Regions from separate parts of the Rattus norvegicus genome. Here region 2 is linked to region 1. Evidence: chromatin contacts called from public Hi-C data. All regions are on one chromosome and are shown on one strand. The core of a region is the stretch at or near the end of the contact, and the rest is flanking DNA. Distances in the headings are between cores, read along the strand shown. Region 1 has its middle 140 kb from the start of Mycn. Region 2 has its middle 38 kb from the start of Ddx1.

What was found. A called contact is a pair of places that touch in the nucleus more often than the background predicts.
Region 2: a contact with region 1 is called in a Hi-C map of frontal cortex, with 2.5 times the contacts expected there. The contact joins two enhancer-like sites. A contact is called at or near these places in 2 of 12 Hi-C or Micro-C datasets (Schwann cells and frontal cortex).

Annotation. Positions count from the first base shown.
Region 1 is chr6:41,595,074-41,599,842 of GRCr8, forward strand. No RefSeq gene overlaps it. Among named protein-coding and RNA genes, the nearest start is that of Mycn, 140 kb to the left of the region's middle. Within about 2 kb of position 2,523, at least 19 of the 93 cell types and tissues checked have an H3K27ac peak or open chromatin away from gene starts, as enhancers often do.
Region 2 is chr6:41,715,654-41,720,083 of GRCr8, forward strand. No RefSeq gene overlaps it. Among named protein-coding and RNA genes, the nearest start is that of Ddx1, 38 kb to the right of the region's middle. Within about 2 kb of position 2,863, at least 21 of the 93 cell types and tissues checked have an H3K27ac peak or open chromatin away from gene starts, as enhancers often do.

The sequences.
Region 1 (4,769 bases), core at 1,273-3,772:
CTCGGTTCCAAGATAAGATGACAGCGCAGTCTTTTAGGATTATAGATGGTACACAAGAGGTGACAGGATGAATTCCTGTGTGCACAGGGGTCTGGAAGTCCTGCCTGTACCCAGAGGGTGTGCTCATCTTCGTTGCTACAAGCTTAGTCCTTTGGTTTCCAAAACAAACATACCAGAAGATCAGAGAAAACAGCAGTGGCATGCACTTGGGGTGGAAGAAGCAGAGGCCATTGCCCCAGCAGAGTCAGGCCTGGACACACCTAGTAGGGTATTTCCACATCAGCGCACCTTCAGACCAACTCACCCCTGGTTTCTTTCCCTCACGATAAGAGCCGAATTGCAGTGAGTACAGTTTAGTTTACAAAGTGGTTCTACTTGATTTAACATGGTCATCCTGCTCCTTGAGAAAGGCGACATGAGGTGAGGGCTCTTGGATGCCAGCGTCAAGTCCACTCCACTGCTCTACTGATCATCCACTCTTTGAACGTGGGCTAAGAGCCACTTGTTGTCTTCCTTGGGAAGGTGATTGTCCCAGGAAGCCTTGGGAAGGCCATGAGGAGTCAAGTAGGCTGGAAGACTCTCATTCTGTTCATATTTTTCAAGCATGAGTGTGGTTTCCTGCCTGCCAAATGGAGGCAGCATCCATCTGCTTTGTCCTCTGCAGTACATGGTACCTGGAACAGGGTAAAATTTGTTCATGGTATATATGTATGTATGTTTGTATTTGTGTATGTGCATATATGCCCATGCATAGTATGTATGCCTGTGTATGACCATGTGCAAGCTTGAGAGTGTGCCTCTGTGTGTGTGTGTGTGTGTGTGTGTGTGTGTGTGTGTGTGTGATGTCTTTCTCAATCATACTCTACCTTAAGCTTTGAGACAAGATCTCTCACTGAAACTAGATCAGCACTGACTGGCCAGTGAACTCCCAGGATTCTGCTGTGTCTGCATCCCCTGTGATGAGATTACCAGCATGCACCACCACACTCACCTTTACATGGGAGCTGGGGATTAAGCTTGGTCCCTCATGCTTGTAGGGCAAACGTTATAGCTATACCATCTTCCCAGCACACATGCTATATCTCTGCTGCTTGACTAAGCAGTTCACGGATGAACCTGCACTTTCCTTGAACTGCCAGAGCAAAGGTGGAGGAACCTAGGTTTCTGACTTCGGGGATTTTGTACCCCAAAGTCCCTCTAGGCATCTCTGGACAGGTGAAAGTCCCAAGTGGTTCCTCTACAGTTCATCCCGCACACCCTCCCCTCCCAGCACCCCAGAGACAGAGGTGTTTTTTCTTCTGACCACCGGAAGCTGATCTTACACCTTTCCCACCTCACACAGACCCAGAGATACCAAGTAGCTGAGCACACAGGTGCAGAGCTGCCTGAGCACCACGTGGACCAGTTTGGAGACTGGACATGGCTTCTAGGATCGACTCAACTTCCAAGGGAGGCTTCCCTGGGGCCCTACCAGCATTTAGCCAGAGTTTCGTGGCCACCCCTGTCACCTTCCTCTCATTTCCTGTGTCCAGTCCCAAAGGGCTAGGGAGGGCTGTAACACAAGTCTTGGAGGCCATGGTTGAGTTTTCAGCAAGGTCCTCAACCTTGAACAACCTCCTTCTGGCATCTTGCATGTTATCAAAGTCTTAATAACTTCAGTGTTTCAGACCCAGAGGCTGGATATATAGCCAGCAGGCTATTCCAAGGGTAAGTGAAGTTGTGCAGCTACATTTTCCTACTTCTTACCACACCTTGATTTTCTTGCTTTGTGCCTCTCCTCCACAGTACACATGCCCATGTTGCAGCTGAGGCCTGCCAGCTAGCTGGGTCTATTCTGCTGGCAAGCTGAGGGCTGAGGGTCTCGGGCTATGCATTCCCAGGCAGACATTGGCCTCTGGGGCAGACTTTTAGGTGGGTGCAGTTTGATGCACTGTGTAACTGAAAATATACTGTGACAGAGAACAATAAACACAGGGCTGTGCGAGGGACATTCCCTCCTGGCAACTGTCTGATCAGTGAAGGAATATTTTGTACCCATTCTTCTAACCATGGATATACTTGGAAGTGAGCCACCCACGCCTGCCTAGCTCCTCTAACTCTCACTATCACATCAGTTCTATCATAAGAGCCTCTCTCCTGGGCCTCTCCTCCTTCAGTCTGACACCTCAAAAGTATATGCATACTGTGAAACCCCCATGACACAGCTGTCCCCTCTCCATTACCCCCACTCCATCATCCTTAATCACTCCACGTTGCCCCAAGACAAACATTGACTGTGGAGATTGGAATTTAAAGCTGACCTCTGTTGCCGGGCTGTTCCTTAGCTGTGTAGCACTGAAGACAGAGAAGGCTGTACCATTCACTTGCTGGCCATCCCACCCTCTCTATGCTGGGCCCAACCCAAGTATTACCTTGTCTATCAATCACACTTCTCACACGCTCTTTAGCCGGTAACTCTACTACCCACAGTACATATGATGAGTCTCTCCAGCACTCACCCACACATCTTTTCATGGAGCTACTTCTGCATCACTGATGCCACACAAGTAGCAGGACTGTGACTCACCCCTCATTTTGTGCCTGTTCCCACTCTGGAACTTCGCAGAACAAGAAACAGACACAAACCTAAACAAACCACAGCACAGCTTCAAAGTAGCCAGTGAAGAAACGCATTAGTGCATGTCTTTGGGTTGATGTGTAGGCCCTGGCAGCAATGGAAGAATCTACTGAGGAATCATACCAATAAGTTGTGTTCTGCTTAGATGTTCCTTGGAGAGATGGTAACCTTGGGTGCCAAGCTCACAGTGTCCTGTGAGGGATGAAACCCTTCAGAGGTCTTTATTCACTACAAACCATAATTAATATACTCACTATCAATAAATATAATAAATCCTCCTCTATATGAGCTTAAATCTCTACTGAGCTAAGAAACTAAGAGAATTTTTTTTTAAAAGTGACAAATCCAAAGGACAAAAGAACAGATTAAAAAAAACCCAGGAAACTTAAGGAATCTGGGGCATGCTCTCAGGGTCACTGCTAATGAACAAAGAAGAGGCACCCAGAATACCTGTATCTCCCTGTTCCAGAGCCACCAAACAGACAGAAGGAGGGAGAAAAGGACAGAGACCTCAAGATGTGAGGAGGTTTGGGTGAAATTGATCAATAGCCTCAAGTGAAAGGGAATTAAATTGAGAGAACAATGACAGAGCCCACACACATGTACTTGCAAATATGTACACATACACACACACATGAGCATACACACATATACATGTGCAAACACACATGCACAAATACATGTACATATGAACACACATGTTTATATGTGCAAACACATATACATGTACACAAATGTGCACACACATGCACACACACACATGCACGAATGGAACATACACATGCATACACAAACACAAGTACTAATGAGATAGTGGGTGGTGTTGGGACATAGCTAACATGCCCCAAAACAGGAAACGAGGAACCTGCTTAGTAACAGAAAGGGAGTGGACACCCAGTTAACACACTGTTGTCTCTATCTGTTCAGTGCACACATAGAAAAATGAACAGTAGGTCACTTCTCAAGTCCCTGATGAGAGCAACTCTCAGAGCATGTCCTTCCTCCAGCTACTGTTGCCATCACACAGTACTACACTGACTTAACTATTCCCCAAGAACAAGGGTTCCCTGGGACAACAAAGACATTATCTTTTTTTATTATTTTATCTACTTTATATCCTGCTCACTGCCCCCTCCCAGTCACCCCCTCCCACAATCCTTCCCCTAATCTCCCTCCCCTTTTCCTCTGAGTATGTGGTGGCTCCCAACCCTGGCATATAAAGTCCAAAGACACTATCTTTAGCAGTTCCATGGGTTTGCTTACCACATACCACAGTTCCAGACATGTTCTGGTAATCTATACATGTGACCTATACACACAACAGAGTAAGAGTCAGTACCCAGATGGGTAAGAATTCTGGTACATACTATGTGAATGACTTTGGAAGACATGGGGTTAAATGAAATAAGCGAGACACAAAAATTGTATCATTCTGCTTAAAAGATCTCTGAAGTCTTCAAATCCATAGAGACAGGAAGTAGGAGTGGGCATAACCAGGGGTAGAGAAAGGGTGAGAGTTGTGTTTACTGTGAACAGAAAGTTTATGGAGGTTGCTGGAGTGACTGTTGCAAGCCAACCTGAAATAACTTAATGCCACTGGAGTGTAAACTTTAAAAATGGTTAAAATCATGTATTTTACACATACATAGTTTACTGCACATATAGATGAATGCTAGATACTGGCTTTTTTATAAGTGGAGCCAGCAAACACACAGCTTGCCTCTCCTACTCTGCTTTCTCCCACATAATATTGCAAACTTCCTGACTGGATAGATCCCAAGGAGACTGGGTTGTGCTTTTCATTCTTCTGCCTACTCCAGTCAGAAAACCAAATGATTGACCAGTAAGGTTGGATGACGTCACAGGGGAGAATCATGGCCACTCGTGTTGGCAGGGAGGGAAAGCAGGACCCACAAAAATTGGGAGGATGAAAAAGGACTTCTCTTCAATATCAGCACACAGAACAGTTGTGACATGACACACTCGTGTGAGATGGCATGGATCTGTGCTCAAAGTTTATACAGAAATGGGTGAAATGTCCACACTTCATTCTTCTGAGAAAAGTCTTACACTTCCCAGTCACACAGCCAAAGACATAGTTCCGTGGCTGCCACTTTCTTGCCTCTCTGCTACATTTATTTCAGGTTTGGCT
Region 2 (4,430 bases), core at 1,613-4,112, 120 kb after region 1:
TGGTGTCTGCCTGCCCCCCACACATATCCTTCCTGGGAAATTCACAAATGCAGAGGCCTGAGGAGGTGGGGGAGTGTCCAGAGGACATGGCTGTCCAAATCCCTGGATTCCTTGTCCTACCATGGGGAGTTCAGAGTAACTTCCTGAAGCCTTAGCTTGCACTAGGCTCCCCTCACAGCCCCTACTCAGCCAAGGAGATATTTGTGAAGACCATGCCATCTTCCGTGGACCTGGAACAGGTTGCGCTTCAGTCCAGTTTGAGCATGTGGCAACATCTACCCCACTGAATATTATCTGGGCTTCCTTCTCCTCCAGCCTCCCAGGACCCAGCAGTTCATTAAGATCAATCAATATTGCTCACATTTTAACTCATAGGAAATCGCAGAAGTCTAGGTTCTACATGGAGCTGGGACCTTGAACTCTGTTCCTAATCTATCACTCTGGGGGGAAAAGGTTGGATCTGGGGGCTCCCGTGGATCAGATCCACCTGAGGAGGGGCCATTGGTGGCTATAAGCAGTACTCATCTCCCTGGGAGTCCAGAATGGGGACAGGGCAGATGAATTCCCACCTGGTACCCAGGGCCAGGTCAAGGTGATCAAGTTTCTCTCCAGCCAGAAACATCATCCCTTTGGCTCCAGGGTAATAAAGTCGGTGTCAGGGCTTGAGCTGTAACCCGGTTCATTTCTGGGCCAAATCTCTGAAGCCGAAGGGTTTATTTTTAAGGACTAGCAGTTTGCTGTTTCCAGCTTCCCTCATCAGAAATTGTGCGATTCAGCTTGATCTGCATTGGAAGCATAATTTATCATTGTACACAGATGGTGGCTAAGGACGGGGAGGAGTGTGCTTTTCATTTTAGTTCAGCAAACATTTCCGGAGTCTTTCTTGTGTGCCAGGCGCAGAGTAAAAGCACTAGGGATGTGCAAATGAGTGACAGGAGTCCCTGGGCCTTGACACTTACAGGCTAAGCAGTGAGATAGAGCTGCAGTCTGAACCCTGACACTGACTGCCTTCCTTCAGAATCTTCATTCTGACTTTCCCTATTGGAGTCACCTTGGGAAAAAGACCTCATCTCTTTCTAAACAAAGCTCTGCCGGCTTTGTTAATCTTTCTGAAACAAGACTCTCTGGTTCCATTGATTTTCTTCTGTTGTTTCCATTTTTTATTAACATCTGCTCTAATCTTTACTGTTCCCTCCCGTCTGCATGCTTTGGGACTTGCTTCTCTCTTTCTTCCCCCTAGTACCTTAAGATGGGGATTTAACATGAGATTCTTTTTATATCATTTTTTAAAAAGTTATGCATGTATGTGTACCATGTGCATGACTAGTGTCCTCTGAAGCCCAAAGCGGGCATCAGATCCCCTAGGGTGGAGTCATGAGTGGCTTCTGGGAACCAAGCTCACACCCTCTGTAAGAACAGCAGGTGCATCTCCTACCTCCCCTCTTTCCCCCCTTTAATGCAATGATTCCCGGCTATAAATTTCCCTCTAAGCACCACTTCAGCTTTCACCTTTCTCAGAGCAGTTTCTAACTCCTCTCAGGAGGTCTTCTTTGACGCGTTGGCTCCATTTCTTCCCTGTGCTTGCTACTATGTCCATGCTTTCTGTTCTTGACTTCCAAGTTCATTTCAGTGTGTTTGGTGCCTGTGTGGCTCTAGTTCTTGTAAGCACACTGAGGCTTGTTTATGGACTACCGCATCCTGGGGGATGCTCTCTGCGCACTAGAGGGATGTGTATTCTGCTGTTGGGGCCTCTAAAGATTGAGTCTTCTCAGCTTATATTCCTTTACAATTAAGTCTTTCTGATTCCTGTTGAAAACCAGGTATTGGAGTATCTAAATAGTATTCTTGAGTGGTTACCTTTGTTACTTTAAACCACGGTTTCCTTAAAGGACAATAACTATTCCTGCTTCACAAAGGGGTAAAGAATTAAAAAATACTCTGGGTGGTAGTGCATGCCTTTAATTCTAGCACTGGGTAGGTAGTGGCGAACAGATCTGTGAGTTCAAGGCCAGTCTGGTCTACAGAACAAGTTCCAGGATAGCGATAGATAGATAGATAGATAGATAGATAGATAGATAGATAGATAGGTAGATAGATAGATAGACAGACAGATGAATGGGTTGGTGGATGGACAGACAGATAGGCAGGCAGGCAGAAAACCAAGACACAGCCTGCACAGTGAGCACTGCTGCAGTGCCTCTGGATGACTGGCAGTGCACAGTGGTGGGAAGAAAGATTTCCTCCCAGTAGCTGGTTCTGCAGGGTAGCTGGCTGGTTTTGAGTTCCATCAACACGGCTTTAGTCTGAGGGAAATAGTCGAGGCTCAGCCCTGTATTCGCTACAGACTAATTTCCAAGATATGCCTATCTCCCGTCTTAAAAAAACAAAACAAAACAAAACAAAACAAGCTAACAGATTCTAACTTCTCATCCTAACTGTGCTAGCTGGTTCTCATGGGAGGGTCTTGTCACTTACCTACTCCCCTCTCCTCCCTTTCTTTTCCCAGTTTAACAAATGCCTGCTAGTCAGACTGTGTCATGGGTCCAGAGGATCCTGAAAGCAGGCCTGCTTTAAACACCCTTCTCTCTGCAGCAAGAGGCACTATGTCTAAGCAGGTAAATAAAATGCAGGAAATGTACACTCTAGGAACAGAAGGAACAAAAGGTTTGGAGCACACATAAAGGCAGAGGTGACTTGCCTAGTAGGGAGGGGATTGAGGAGAAGCAGAAAGCGTAGTTCCCAACAAAGCATTAACAAAAGCTGACAAGAAGTGCGGTCCTCGATAGATAGCAGCTTGGGTTTCATAACCCTCCCTGCCCCTGCCAGCCCTCTTAGGTGGGAGGGGCCCAGGGGAGGAAAACAAGAGGATGTAACACTAAGTGAGTCATCCAGCCTCAAATAACCGAGAGCTGCTAAAGCAGAAAGTTCTCAACTTGGAAGTGTGCCAGCTTCAGCGCTGCAAAAATAGCCATGATGAATTCACATATTTCTTGCGAGTGTGTCGGTCCATCGTACCAGTGAAATCTCAGCCATAGCAAATTGGAATTTGGGGCCCATATGCTCAAAATCATGCTCAGATTTTGGTCAAAGGTTTTCTTGAGAAAGCTAAAAAAGCTGTATTTTTCTACTGAAAGTGGTCTATTCTCTCATTCTGTTGGGGTTATTAAGACTGTGGGATATTGTTTCCTGCTTGGAGTGAAAGGCCTCTTGGTGTTTTTCTGTTGGAGGTCTCCGTGTCTATCACCTCAGCAGAAGAGTCCCGTCAGTTGGAAAATGCCCCATAACGTGAGGATGTCTGCACACTGTAGAGAGGTAGTGTAGCTCAGAGGCCTTTCGCTCGAGCATGGGTCTCAGCTTCCCTGATGCTGCAACTTTTTAATACAGTTCCTGATGCTGTGGTGACCCCCCAACTATAAAATCATTTCGTTGCTACTTCAGAACTGTAGTGTTGCTTCTGTTACGAACTGTAATATAAATGTCTGATATGCGATCCCTTTAGTGACCCACAGGTTGAGAACCACTGCACTAGGAGCACCTTGATCCTCCTGGAATAGGTGTGTGCCAGTTTTAGGGAGTTTTGAGTTAACTTATAATGTGTAGGGGAGACAAAGAGATGAGCAGAGGTTTTCCTGGAGGGGCCCAGCAGGAAAACCTACCTTCCAGGGCTTGAGAAACTCAACATCCACGACTCTTGGGCCTCAGGCTCCTTACCTGACAAAAGGATAGCCTGGCTCTTACACGAGTCAGAATACAAAACATCTGGCTTCTAGGTGGCACTCCAGGGCTGACTTTGCACTCAAGGGGGTGGATAGGATGACTCAGGGCTCCGACACTGGGTAAGATCTTGACAGTCAAGAAGGTGGGAAGCTCTCCCAGCAGGCAGCCGAACAAGAATAAAGGCAGTCACAGTGCCATTACTAATAGCTACCCTCTCGGTGCTTAGGCTTCCTCGCCTTTAGGAGGGAAAGGTGTAGGTAACCTAGCTTCTGGGTTTTAGGACTGAACCAGAATGGGCACGTAGAATGCTGCTAAGTTCACAGTATAGACCAATAAGTGTTACCAGTTGCTTTTACATGGGGTGGGGGTGAGAAGACCAGGTGGCTGGTATGAACTGAGAGGATTTAAGGAGGAAGGTTTGGAAATAAATTGTAGAGGACTTTGAGTGCCCATCTTAGGTTGGATTTAATTAGTAGAGGCCTATCTCATTTTCTTGGGTGGGTTTGACACAGATTGATAAGCATACAACAGTAAGTGTAAGTTTAACCATGCATTCAATCGTAGAAACCAAATGGATTCCTGTCACAGATTTAAATGGCCCCAGCAGAGGATGCTCTTGAGTTGGTGACTCGGTTCTGCTTCCAGCACCTAAGCAGGTATTCACTGATAGCAGAAGCTATAACAGCTAGTGAGACGGCTCAGCACTTCAGAGC